Regions from separate parts of the Sus scrofa genome. Here region 1 is linked to region 2. Evidence: chromatin contacts called from public HiChIP or PLAC-seq data. All regions are on one chromosome and are shown on one strand. The core of a region is the stretch at or near the end of the contact, and the rest is flanking DNA. Distances in the headings are between cores, read along the strand shown. Region 1 holds the start of ICAM1 (intercellular adhesion molecule 1). Region 2 holds the start of ATG4D (autophagy related 4D cysteine peptidase).

Region 1 (7,252 bases), core at 435-2,934, 220 kb after region 2:
GCAACCAAAGGATAAGAGAGAGACCCACATTACAAATGGGGCTCATCAACATTACTGCCCCCAGCCCATGCTCCGTGCTGGGGACCAAGCCAGCCTTTGAACAAGACAAAAGTCTGCCTTCAGTGTGGGAGACAGAGAAACTCAGGAGCAAACAACATAATTAATAACTGATGCTCACAAGAGCTTTGGCGAAAATAAAACAGGGAGATAGAACAGACAGTGCCTTGGTGACAGGGTAATTTGTGAGCAGAGATCTGAATGATGAGCAGTGGGCTGGCCATCCAGAGGAAAGGGAAATGAGTTGCAGGCCAAATAACAGCAAATGCAAAGGTCCTGAGGCAGGGTGACTGGAGCAAAGAGTATGGGGAATTAACTGGGGTGAAAGGAAGTTAGGCAGATCATGCAAATAGGGTAAGAGGTGTTAAGGATAGTCTTCATTCTGTGAGCAATGAAGAGCCATGGAGGATTTTGGCAAAAGAAGGGCATGAATTCAGCATTCTTTTCCCTTCCAAGAGGTCAGGTGGAGGGAGTCAGTCCTCCAGGGATAAAGGACATCCAATCAGGCTGGCTCCTCATTCCCTTGGACAAGTGGTTTCCCCTCTCTGGGCCTCAATTTCTCCATCTGTAAGTTGGGTGACTATAGTCACCCCGCCTCCTGCTAATGCAAGTCACACCCAGCGCAGTGCAGGTAACAAGTGACTGCAGGTAAGAGGGAGGGGGGTTGTTGGGATAAGCTTCCTCAGACTGGGGTGCCTCCAAAGCGGAAAATAATGTCTGTCTGAGCCCCTCCCCTAGATCTCTTCCTTCAGCTTTGGGTCTCCTCCATTGGTGCGGAGATGTGTGGATAATTCTGGGATCATTCCCATTTCACAGACGGCAATGGTGAGGCCTGAAAAAGGGCGCTTACTCAGGTGAGAATGCGGGAGAACCCAGACGGAAATAGGGATCAGAACACTTTGTTGAGCTGGCAATCACAATGTCCATCTTTCATTCTCCTGCCACCCTCCCCCCCTTCTCCACCCCCACTCCCCCGACCCCAGGCGCAGCCGCCGGGGCATCCCACTGCTCAGCCTCTGCTCCCCGGGCAAGTCAGCCTTGGAATTCCCCTGAGCTGAGAGTCCTGGACTTCCCCCAGGGGCAGAGGGTGAGGAACAGAATGTACAAGGGTGTGTTGTGGCGGGGAGGGGGGGGAAGTCCCCAGTCCAGGTAAGCTTGGCGAGGGGCTACATCTCTCCAAGCTCTGACCACCTCCTGGGGCCAGGGCACACCCCTTCCAGGTGGCCGCTATTAACTTCTCCATTTTATGGCTGAAAAACTGAGGCTCCTCTGGGAGGGGCAGTCCAGAGTCCCGAAGCCACAGATCGTGCCATAATGGAGGGTCTAGATTCGCACCCAGGGCTGTTGATTTTCAATCGGTGGCTCTAGCCCCAGTTTCCCATAGACAGCTCCCCAAAGTATGAGTGGCCTTATCCCCAAGCCTCCTACCTGGGGACAAGGTCCTCGCACCGCTCCCAGGGGCTTAGCTCGTATCCCGGAGAGCCCGCCCGACAGACGGCAGCCCCCACGCCCGACTCACCTGGGAGCAGAGCCCCAAGCAGGGGCAGGAGCAGGGCCAGGAGCGCAAGCTGGCCAGGATGGGTGGCGCCGGGAGCCATCGCGGAGGCGGCGGGGCGGACTAAGTGGCTCAGAGGCGTGTGGCGCGCACTGTGGCGCCGAGGGTCCTTTTATAGTGGCCCGCCACGGGGGGCCGAGGGGCGGTGCTCCCTTCCCGGAAACCTTGAGCTTTCCCCTCCCGAACGAGGGCTCCGGCATTTCCGCTGAGGGGGTGCCGGGGGCCGTGCCAGATTGTCCACCCGCCTCGCTGGCCGCTCAAGCACCGGAATTTCCCAACTGAAGTAAAGAGGGCTGCCTGGCGGAAGCGACCCGGCTGCAACTCGGGGGTTGCTCCCGGCGCTCGGGGCCCGGGGCCCTGGCTGGGCTAACCTTGATTGTAAGTTTACACTGCGTTTAGCGCTTTACTGAATGCTACCAACCACTCTGGACAGTAGGGACGGTTACTGCGTCCATTCCGTAGAGGGGTAAACAGAGGATCCGAGCTGCGAGGGCCTTCGAACTCGTCTGACTCCCCTGCGCGTTCAGGCCTCTTTAACCGAGTAGAGGCTCCCTCGCTTCGGTGGGGGCCCAGGAATCTTCCCCCAAGCGTTTCTCGTCCAAGGGTGCCCCTCCCCCAAGAGGCATGTTCCCCTCCCAGCTGACACCGAGATTTCCTGGGAAGCGCTGCAGGCACGGGCACCTCCAGGCGCCAGTGAACCCTGGGGGTGAGGACGCAAGCCTCATCACGTCTGCATCCCCCACGGATGGGCGCTCCCACCCCGCCGGGCCTCGCTTCCCCTTTTGGCCTCCGCCGCGTGAACGTCTTTAGTTTTCAGAAAAAGGAAGGAAGCCTCGTGGTCTTGACGCGTGGAACCCCTCCGCTGCAGTTCCCAGGCTCCGTGGAGAAACTGATGCCGCAGACATTGACTGCGAGAGGGGAGAGGGGGCGCTCGAACCATTGCCTTCTGCAGGGAAACTGAGGCAGCCGCTAGGTCCCAGAGTGGGGCGGGGAGAGGGAGTCCTCTGCGCGCAGCTCCCGAAACTCGAACCCCGGCCCCCAGCACTGTGCGAGTGTTTGTCCGGGCTTGTTCCATTAGGGCATTTCAGGGAAATGATGAGGCCCCGCGCCGCGTCTATAGGTCGCCCCCATGCCGCCCCACCCTAACCCCAAGGTCACCCCACACTATCCCCAGGGCCACGCCTGCGCGTGGGACCCCAAGATTCAGCATGCAGCTCGTCAAGGCTGTGGACCCTAGAGTCTCCAAGCGCGGAGCTCCGCCGCCTAAGTCTTCCTGTTGTGGGGGGAGCGTCGCGTCGCCATGGAGACCTACTGGGGCCAAAGAGGTCGAGCTGCAGAAAGGGAAGGGAGGGGGGCCCTCAGGGACGCTAGAACCCTTCCTCCAAGGGAAGGGGCTGCGAATCACTCGCCAGCTAGAAAAGCGTTCCTCTCTCCGCCCTGATTGTTCCTAAGAAATTTCCACGGGGATCTTTCTTCTTGGAGGGTGGAGGGCGCTGGGTTCCCGACCCAAACGGCCTGGACATAGGCGGAAGAGTGAAGGCCGGGGACGTCCCTGGGAGGGTTTGGGAAAATTCTCCGCTAGAGGTCATTTTCTGGCGGATTTTTTTCGGGCTCACATCACCGCGTCCTTTGGCCTCTGTCCCAAGTGCGCGAGCAGCGAGCTCCCCCGCGCGGTCCAGGTACCCCTCGCAGCGGCAAGAGCGTGGCTCGTTCTCTCAACAGGCTATGCAATGACTGAGAGCCTACCTTGTGCCAGGCATTTTTCCCGGTGCCGTTCACAGCAGTGAACGGAACAGATGAAAGTCTCTGGCGTCATGCAGAGATGATTTTATTAGTGCTAGGAGAAAAGTGAAGCAGAGAAGGGAATAGGTAATGTGAAGTTTAGTAAACTTTTTTTTTTTTTTTTTTTTTTTTTTTTGCTTTTTAGGGCCGCATCTTTTTAGGGCATATGAAGGTTCCCAGGCTGGGGGTCGAATCGGAGCTGTAGCCGCTGGCCTATGCCACAGCAACACCAGATCCCAGCCACCTCTTCCATCTACACCACAGCCCAGGGCAATGCCGGATCCCTAACGCACTCAGCAAGGCCAAGGATTGAACCCGCGTCCTCACGGATGCTAGTCAGATTCGTTTCCGCTAAGCCACGATGGGAACGCCCAGTAAAACCTTATTTTGAATTTTTTTTATCTTTTTTTTTTTTTTTTTTTGTCTTTTGTTGTTGTTGTTGTTGCTATTTCTTGGGCCGCTCCCGCGGCATATGGAGGTTCCCAGGCTAGGGGTCGAATTGGAGCTGTAGCCACCAGCCTATGCCAGAGCCACAGCAACTCGGGATCCGAGCCGCGTCTGCAACCTACACCACAGCTCAGGGCAACGCCGGATCATTAACCCACTGAGCAAGGGCAGGGACCGAACCCGCAACCTCATGGTTCCTAGTCGGATTCGTTAACCACTGCGCCACGACGGGAACTCCTTATTTTGAATTTTTAAAGAATTTCTAATTTATTTATATTTTGGTAGGGCTTTTCTGATTTGTTTTTCCTTTTACAGCCACACCCATGGCATATGGAAGTTCCCAGGTTAGGAGTTCCCGTCGTGGCGCAGTGGTTAACGAATCCGACTAGAAACCATGAGGTTGCGGGTTCGGTCCCTGCCCTTGCTCAGTGGGTTGACGATCCGGCGTTGCCGTGAGCTGTGGTGTAGGTTGCAGACGCGGCTCGGATCCCGAGTTGCTGTGGCTCTGATGTAGGCTGGTGGCTACAGCTCCGATTAGACCCCTAGCCTGGGAACCTCCATATGCCGTGGGAGTAGCCCAAGAAATAGCAAAAAGACAAAAAAAGAAAAAAAAAAAAAAAGGAAGTTCCCAGGTTAGAGGCTGAATGGGAGCTGCAGTTGCTGGCGTAAGCCACAGCCACAGCAACACCAGGTTTTTGTTTTGTTTTGTTTTTTTGCTGGTATAATCATTTATTAATTTCAACAAAGTAAGCATATCAAAATTTAGGTAATACCATTCAATAATTATATAATTGCACATAATTATATAATGTCATACATTTCCAACCTCATGCATTTGTTCAGAAAATATTTATTGACCATCTAATACATGCTGGAATGCCCACCAGGGGTTCTCCTAACTAAACATCAATCTTACAAGAAAAGAATATACTATGCTTTGTACCAATTTACTTAGAAATATATTGATTGAATAGGAAACTCAGTATTTGGTGGAGGAACATCAGGCTTTCTTCAGCGGGACCAGTCATCTTAGCAATTCATACAACCATCCAATAGCTGTTATCTTTATTCTTCAAGTGACATTTAGGTACAAGGGAACCAGAATTCTTCTAGGAGAGTATAGGAACCACCAACTTTGAAGTCTCATGTCTGACAGAGTAATCAGTATTTCTTATAAACAATCTTGGACAGCTTCCAGAGTCCTCACAAACGAAATATCCAGTTTCAAATGTTACCACATTCATGGAAGCCCAAAGCTAAGATTTCCACTAGAGAATTATTTTTACCATAAGAAATGTTGCCTACTAACAAGCTGACATTTTACTTTATCATGTTTCCAGAGGAACTGAACTAGAAAAGTTAACCCAAGTTCAAATACGTCCTTAGAGATGGAGACAGGGTTTTGTTAATCCTTTACCCTCACATAAAAGAATGCACTGTCTGCAGAAAATTAGAAATCAGTCATAAAACTAACTACAATTCATCAAGTTATTATTTTCTTTATTATTACCATGCACTGGCAATTCTAAACGTTATCAGTAATTAAATACTCCTCTCTACTGACGCAGTTCACTCTCACAATCCCTCCCTTCTTCGTAGGCTACCATACTGATGCCAGGCACTATTCTGACTACTGGAGGTGTAGCAACAAGCAAGACAGACAAAGCCCCTGCTCTTACAGAATTTCTATTCTGACATGGCTGGGAATGGCAGAGAGATAGTCAATAAATAAGCAAATAGTGGTATACATGGTATGATTTTTTTTTTTTGTCTTTTTGTCTTTTCTAGGGCTGCACTCGTGGCATATGGAGGTTCCCAGGCTAGGGGTCTAATTGAAGCTGTAGCCGCCAGCCTTCACCAGAGCCACAGAAACAACAGATCCGAGCCGTGTCTGCGACCTACACCACAGTGCATGGCAACGCCAGATCCTTAACCCACTGAGCAAGGCCAGGGATCGAACCCACAACCTCATGGTTCCTAGTCGGATTCGTTAACCACTGAGCCACAACAGGAACTCCGACGGTACGAATTTTTTAAAAGGAGGGTAAGGTGATTAAGAATGCTAGTAGAAGAGGTATATGCCAGCTATCATCTATTGAAACATTCCATATCAGCCCTCTTATTCTCACTCCTGTAAAATAGAACTGGAAGCCTGAAAACACAATTTCCCAGGCTCTCTTTCCAGCTGTGGTCCAATAGGTTTTTGCCATTGTGGTGCATTAACAGGATATGAGAAGGTAGAAAGGAGGTGGCAGAGTATGTGCTCCTCGACTCAGTAACATCACTTTTCCCCAGCAGCTCTGGGGATGGTGGTCTCTTCTTGCAGTTACTGATCTTTATTAATGGACTTTTCTTCTTTTGTTTCTTCAACTCTGCCAACACATTTGTAATCAATCCCACGTATTAAATTATCCTTTCTCCCACCCCTTCCATTTTTTTAATTACTCAATGAATTTATGACTTTCGTAGTTGTACAATGAAGCAACACCAGGTTTGAGCCACATCTGCAACCTGTGCAGCGACTTGGAGCAAATCCAGAAACTTAAAGCACTGAGCAAGGCCTCACAGAAACAGTGTCAGGTTCTTAACCCACTGAGCCACTGTAGGACTCCAATTTATGTATATTTTTTGGCTCATCCATGGCATGTGGAAGTTCCCAGGCCAAGAATCAAACCTGCACCACAACAGTGCCCAGAGCCACAGCAGTGCCCAGAGCCACAGCAGTGCCCGGAGCCACAGCAGTGCCAATGACAGATCCTCAACTTCTAGGCCACCCGGGAACTCCTAATAAACCTTTTTTCTTTAAGTTTTATTGAAGTATAGTTGATTTACAAGGTTGTGATAATTTCTTCTGTATGACAAAATGACTCAGTCATACATATACACTATCCATGCTCTTTCAGATTCTTTTCCCACATAGATTATCACAGACTACTGGGTAGAGTTCTCTGCGCTATATGGCAGGTCCACGTCAGCCTGTCATTCCATATACCTCAGTGTAAGGGTCTTCCTTCTTTTATTCTATCATTCCTTTTTTGGCCATGACAGCAGCATGCAGAATTTCCTGGGCTAGGGATTGAACCTGCACCACAGCTGTAAACAGAGTCACAGCAGTGACAACGCTGGATCTTAAACCCTCTGAGCCATGAGAACTAATAAACCTTAAATAGACAATTCAGTGAAAGACTGAGATGGTGACATTTGAGCTAAGACCAGAGGGTGGTGAGAAGAGTCCTGACAATAGCAAGGAAGGGCAGTTAACAGGCAGAGAGCACTGAATGTGCAAAGGCTCTGAGATAGAAGCTGCCTTAAGGAACAGCCAGGAGCTCAATGGGGCAGCACATATATTAAAGAAAATATTTTTTGTTGTTGTTGTTTGTTTGTCTTTTTGCCTTTTTTAGGGCCGCTCCT
Region 2 (6,657 bases), core at 2,285-4,784:
TCGGGATGATACTCCTGTTGCTGGAAGAAAACTTTCCAGTGCAACCCCCCCCCCCCACCAACTCCCTCAAACAATCCCAGGGCCTCCAGGCAGGTGTGGACATACCCGTTTTACAGAAAGGGCCGCTGAGGTCCTGAGACATTGACAAAGAGTGGACAGCTAGGAGGAGGTGGAGGGCCTTCCTTGGGGCCCCAGTGCCTCCCCAACACCAGGCCTGATGAGTCCTCCCTGTCTGGGTGCCTGGGTTTGCAGGGAGGGAAATGGGGGTGCTGAGTGGCCCACCAGAGAGCTGAATATCCTTGTGTGTCCCTCCTCAAATCCTGTCTGCTGGTCTCCCCGCTGCCACTTCTCCCTTGCGGCTAGTAAGCCCCCTCTTGGCTCCTAGAAGAGTGCAGCCAACATTTTCTGGAGACAAAGCTGCTATGGTGTGTTTTGTTGTTTTGGCTACACCCACGGTATGTGGAAGTTCCTGGGCCAGGGATCAAACCCACACCGAGCTGCTAAGGCCTGAACGCATGTGCCCCTGCCTGCTGGGCCCACTAAAATCCTCACCCCCTAAGGTAATGGAATTAGGAAGCAGGCCTTTGTGAGGTGATTAGGTCTGGAGGGTGGAACCCTCATGAATGAAATCACTGCCCTTATAAAAGGGACCTCAGAGAGCTCGCTTGTCCTTTTTGCTACCCAAAGACACAGCAAAATGAACCAGGAAGTGGGCCCCCACCAGACACCAAAAGTGCCAGTGCCTTGATCTTGGACTTCCCAGCCACCAGAATTAGGGAAAATAAAGTCCTGTTATTGACAAGCCACCTAGCCTAGGGTATTTTTGTTTCAGCAGCCATAACCAACTAAGACAATGGCTTTCTGTGAAATGTTGCCCAAATTCCTATATTTTTTTCATAAAGATTTACAGGTTTTATAGATGCCTTGATACCAATCCATGAAGGCTCCTTTTAAGACCTTTTCTAAGAGTTTCCTAGTGGCCTAGCGGTTAAGAATTAGGCATTGTCACTGCTGTGGCAGGAGTTAAAACCCTGGCCCAGGGACTTCCACATGCCTCAGATGCAGCAAAAAAAAAAAAAAAAAAAAAAAAAAAAAAAAAAAAAAAAGACCCTTTCTAAACTGTTTTGGAGAGAATAACAACATTATTATTTAGTGAGCGCTTACTATGTGACAAGCATTGTTTGAAGGGTCTTACTTGTATTACTGACTCACTTAGTCGTCAGGACAACCCTATGAGGGACAGAGAAGACCCGACTTTTGTACATGTTAGAAATGCTTGCAGAATAAGACTGAGCTGGACTGAGGAAATCCTTACATCCTTCACTCTATCATTAGGGGAGAAGCCCCTAAAGCCTCTCCTGGTCCCAGAAGGAGCAGAACGACCCTGAGCACTTCCCACAGCATGGGCCTTGCATCCTTTCTAAGGCTCCCTCTGCCACAGAAGCTGTTTCAGCTTCTGAGGAAGGTGGGTCCTAAGAGGCAGCTGAAGTAGTGACTGGCTCAGGGTGAGGCCCTGTGACCTTGGCTCCCAGCCCCTTACCAGTGCAGTCCTGAGAAACGTACACCACCAAGCGGGTGACCTCTGAGCAGCTCTCCACAGCTTTCCTGCAGATGGGAGGAAAGGCCTGAGTTCCTGGGGGTAACCAGTGGCTCCCGTGTCCCCTGCAGTGGCCCTCACCTGAGAATGTGTGCCACCAGAGATGGCCCATACCAGTCTCCTGCCTTCTTGCCTGAGCTCTGCCCAAGCTCCACCAGCCGGTGTAGGCCGAAGGGGGCCCGGGGATGGTCAGCAAACCAGGATACAATCTGCCGGTGCCGGCGCTCCTGTTCCAGCTCAGGGGCAGCCTGGACCCAGCGCGGAGGCATCCAGTGGGCTGGTCCACGGTACCGGTTGGGAGACGACTCAGGGGGGCCCAGGCCCACGCCCTGGGACCACGTCCAGTCTGGTAGTGATGGAATAAACAAATGGTGACAGTGGAGGAAAGAGGCACAGTTCCCATTCCTAATGACTTACACACAACTGTAATGCTCCAGAGACCCTGTGTTTAACCACAATTTTCACATTCCTTAAAATTATTTTATTTTATATTCTTGACCATTCCACGGCACATGGAGTTCCCAGGCCAGGGATTGGATTTGAGCCGAAGTTGCCGCCTAGGCTGCAGCTGCAACAATGCTGAATCCTTAACCCACTGTGCTGGGCCGGGGATCGAACCTGCATCCCAGGGCTCCTGAGACGCCACCAATCCTGTTGTACCACAGCAGGAACTCCTTAAACTTATTTTTATTGACAACTCTCACTTCCCTCCAAAACATACTTGACACACACTTCTAACATGACTTTAAACTCTTAGTTTATAAACAATTTTAATACTGCTGACTTGTAGTTGGTGCCTTTCCCCCTCCACTACTCACCTCTGGGCAGGAAATGCAGCAGCAGGCCCTGTGCCAGCATCATCTGCCCACTTCGTAACATGCATCCCCAGCCACAGTCTGAGGTCAGGCAGCCCCCAGCCAGGGGCGGGAAGTCCCGGCGGTAAGTGAGCCATAGGCGGGACACAAAGTCCCGCTGGAAACGCTGGATGTCACCTACAAGAGCAGGCTTGTCAGCTGCCACCAGGGACACCCCCAGGGGGGCCTCCTCCAACCCTAGCCACAGGTCACCAGCTCACCCTCGCCCTCGAAGCGGTAGCGGCGGCCACACAGGTGGACACTGGAGATCTTGCTAAAGCTGGTCCGGCTTTTGACTGCCCAACCTGGGGAGATGTGGGGCAGCGCCCAGCAAGATGAAGCACTTGCTTGACACCTGATGGTTAGGACGGCAGCAGCGCTTCCATTCCCCCATCTGTGACATGGGGGCTATCTTAGTTCCTATCTGACAGAAGGCTCTGGGGAATCATAGCTGCATGCCTCTAAGGTGGAGGTGGTGCCCCTAGTAACAGTCACAAGCGGTCTGCCAATTAATTCAGATTGAATTAAAGCAGGTCTGATTATAGTACCCATTTTACAGAGGGGGAAAATGGAGGCACAGGGAAACCAAAAAAACCCTTGCCCAAGGTCACACCAGGAATCACTGAGACTGGAAAACACATTCCCCGTTTGACCTGCCAACCAGCGGCCCGCCCTGGGCAGGGCAGGGCGGGGGATCGACCCACAGGTGACTCACAGGAGAACAAAGGGTGGAATACTTGGCAGAGGCAGGGTCTGTCCTCCCTGACTCCCGATCTGTAAGCTCCCCGCCCGCCTGAACCCTACGTTCTCTCCAACGTCAAATCCAATCCCCGGGCCCGCCCCCTCCTCACCGTACTTCACGTTGTTCCAGGCGGTCAGGAACTTCGCCTTAAACTTGTCCACTTCGTCCGGCTCCCCGGGGCCAACCCCTGGTGACGCAAGAGCGGGGCCGCTGGCTCCGGAGGGCCCCAGGCTGTTGGGGTCCGGGGTCCGGGGACCCCGCGGCCTGCGGCCCTCGGGGCGGCGCGCGTCCTCCGGGCTCCCGCTCTGGTACTGCGCGGCGGCCGGCGACACGGAGTTCATGGGCGCGCCGGGAGGGCGGACCGAGGGCCCCGGGGGCCGCGCGCGAGCGCCCCAGGGGGCCAGGACGCGGACACCTAGGAAGGCGCTAGTGAGCCCCCGGCACAACCGCCAGACCCCCGGGCCCGGCGCAGGACGCTGTCACCGCCGCCGCCGCCATTTTAGCGGCCTTAGCCCCGGTAGGGAGGCGGGCGTGACACGGCCGGACGCCCCGCCCCTGCCCCCAGCCTGGGTTCCCAGCCCCAGTCCCGGGTGGCCGCAGTGGGGCCTCCTGACGCAGAGCCTTCCCCACAGCGCCCCGCGACCCCCACCGCCGCCCGCTCTATCACTGCGCCCAGGTCTGCCCGATCCCCTGCAGGTCCTTATCGGAGGCCCCAAGCGCCGGGAAGCCCCGCCTAAACAGGCCCCGCCCCGGCCCCACCCCCTCTGGGGCGCTGGGGACTGACCACCCCGCGCGGCTCAGGTGCGGTTTGCTCCTGCTCTCGTCCACCAGAAGATCGGAGTGCCCCTCTACGGGCTGCGCACACAGGACACGCCTCGGCTGTGTGCTCAGCCTGTGGTTGACACCCTCTCCCCAAATTCCCCCTTCAAGCTACACTTCTAGGTGCTTCTGTTTCCCCAGGAGCAAAAAAGCGCTCAAATACACGATAAACACAAACGAATCTTCCTAATTTTGCTGAGGGAAGGAATCCAGACAAAAAAGAAGAGTGTATACTCTCTGGTCCCATTTATTTAAACTCTGGAAAAATGCAACCTCATCTATAGTCTTAGCAGATCTGTGGTTCCCTGGGGCTGGGGTGGGGAGAGGTGGGAGGGAGGGATAAAAAGGGGGTAGTTTGTGTTTACTATCTTGATTGTGGTGTTTGTTTCCAGCGTGTGAAAACTCAAGGGACTGTACATGTTTACAGTGTGTGGTTTGATGTGTCCATTACACCTCAATAAAACTATAAAAAATTTTCAATGCATCTAATTCAGAAGATGGGCAGAGTTCATCCCCATAAAGCGCTTAGGGTGGCATTTGAGAGACAGTCAGGGCTCAGCAAAAGCCAACCATGACCCCAAAGACAGGATAAAGGTAGTGACCTTGGGAACTGCAGAGAGGGTGGCCTCTAGTGGCCAGCTCAAGGGCTCTGTCAGCAGGCTGACAGAATTTGGATGAAGGATTTGGGGGAAGAGTATGCGATGTGATGGCAGGAAAGGACAGTCACCTCCCCAATTTTCTCATCTGCGCTCCCCTCATTCACTTCCCTTCAGCCACACCAGCCTCCTTTCTCAAATGCAACAGGTACCATCTCACCTCAGGACCTTTACTCTTGCTGTTGCCTCTGCCTAGACCACTCTTCCCAGAGATATCTGATTTGCTCTCCTTCAGGACTTTATTCAAAGGTCATCCCTGCAGCATGACTGCCTTCAAAATTCCACCCAGGAGTTCCCTAGCTGTTGTCACTGCTGCAGTGGTGGGTTTGATCCCTGGACCAGGAACTTCTGAACGCCAGGGCACCGCAAAACAACAACAACAACAACAAAAAACGATCCCATTCCTACCCTTGGGATTCTTCCCCCTTCCCTGCTAAGTTTGTTTGTTTGTTTTTCCAGAGCAGTTATTATACCCTGATTGTCTGAGTCAGCTTGGGCTGCAGTAACAAATGCTGCAGACAGGGTGGCTTACACAAGAGAGATTTATTATACTTCTGGAGTGTGGAAGTCCAAGATCAGGATGCCAAGTCCAAGATCACAGTCAGACTCTTGGTGAGGGCCCTACTCCTGGCTATGTCCTCACATGGCCTTTCCCCTGGTGCATTGTAGAGAGTGAGATCTTATGTCTGTTCCTCTTCATAAGGGCACGAATCCCATTAGGGAGGTTCCATCCTCATGACCTCATCAATCCCAAAGGCCCCACCTTTTAATACCATTACATTAGGTGTTGGATTTCAACTTAGGAATTTTGGGAGTGGGACACAAACGTTCAGAGGGCAGGTGTCTCTGTCCATTTTGGTCACTGCTGGCTCCTCAACACTCAACATGTGGCCTGGCATACAGTAGGTGTTCACACAACTTGTGGAATGGCAGGAGAGCTTGTAGCCTCCCAGGAAAGAGATGGGCCAGGACGGCCACAGGTGACCCCTTCTGTTTGATTGGCTGCCTGAACCATACGCCCCCCACCCCCATGGCCACAGCTGGTGCCTCCCTGGAGAAGAGGAGTGATTCAATCTTAATTCCTTCCCTTCACCCCCCTTTTACACATGTACAGCCACAACCTCAGCTTCCCACCTGGGTCTCCATCCCCGCAGCATCTAGCTGCCACCTATGTCCCTCCTGGGATGTCCCTCAGGCTCCCCAAGTTCAATGCATTCCTAGTTGATCCTGCATTTGACCCCCACTTGTTTTCCTCCCATTCCCTTGGCTCCCATCCCCCTAACTCAGCCTTCATTGCCTCTCTTCCCAGGGTCTGTCTGTCCACTTATCAATTAAACTGTCCCTAGTTGTCCTCATAGCCCCAAAGCAGCACAATAGTCATGGGCAGAAGCTGCAATCAGGTGTCTCCAACAGATGATCTTGCTTTCCTATACCTCACTTTCCTTGTCTGCCAAATGGGGTAGTAATATTGCCTACTTTGTAGGATTTGAAAGAAGACTAAAATGAGGATGCAAAATGCTTAACATAATGTCTGTCATACAGCAACCACCAATTTATCTTTTTTTTTTTTTTTTGTCTTTTTTGGGGGCCGCTCCTGCAGCAATATGGAGGTTCCCAGGCTAGGGGTCTAACCAGAGCTATAGCTGCCGGCCTACACCAGAGCCACAGCAACACAGGATCCAAGCCATGTCTGCGACCTACACCACAGCTCACAGCAACGCCGGATCCTTAACCCAATGAGTGAGGCCAGGAATCGAACCTGAAACCTCATGGTTCCTAGACGGATTCGTTTCCCCCGTGCCATAACAGGAACGCCCCACAACCACCAATTTAATGTGAATTGTAACTGCTATAGTCTTTCCTTTTTGATTTTTAGGGCCAAACCCGCGGCATATAGAGGTTCCCAGGCTAGGGATCAAATCAGAGTTACAGCTAAGGACGAGGCCAGAGATCGAACTCACGACCTTATGGTTCCTAGTCGGATTCATT

The links. HiChIP or PLAC-seq counts read pairs in DNA pulled down with a chosen protein or histone mark.
Region 1: an H3K27ac HiChIP or PLAC-seq map of alveolar macrophages shows a contact between it and region 2. The contact joins the promoter of ICAM1 here to the promoter of ATG4D in region 2. A contact is called at or near these places in 4 of 47 Hi-C or Micro-C datasets (embryonic fibroblasts, fetal skeletal muscle, liver and 1 more) and 1 of 2 datasets of contacts at active chromatin or transcription factors (alveolar macrophages).

What each region holds. Positions count from the first base shown.
Region 1 is chr2:69,091,568-69,098,819 of Sscrofa11.1, reverse strand. It overlaps ICAM1 (intercellular adhesion molecule 1), which reads right to left and starts at 1,684. Exons shown (of 7, transcript NM_213816.1): 1 at 1,577-1,684. The coding sequence starts at 1,655.
Region 2 is chr2:69,317,572-69,324,228 of Sscrofa11.1, reverse strand. ATG4D (autophagy related 4D cysteine peptidase) reads right to left here and starts at 3,534. Exons shown (of 10, transcript NM_001123079.1): 1 at 3,303-3,534; 2 at 2,673-2,756; 3 at 2,416-2,589; 4 at 1,679-1,943; 5 at 1,541-1,605. The coding sequence starts at 3,534.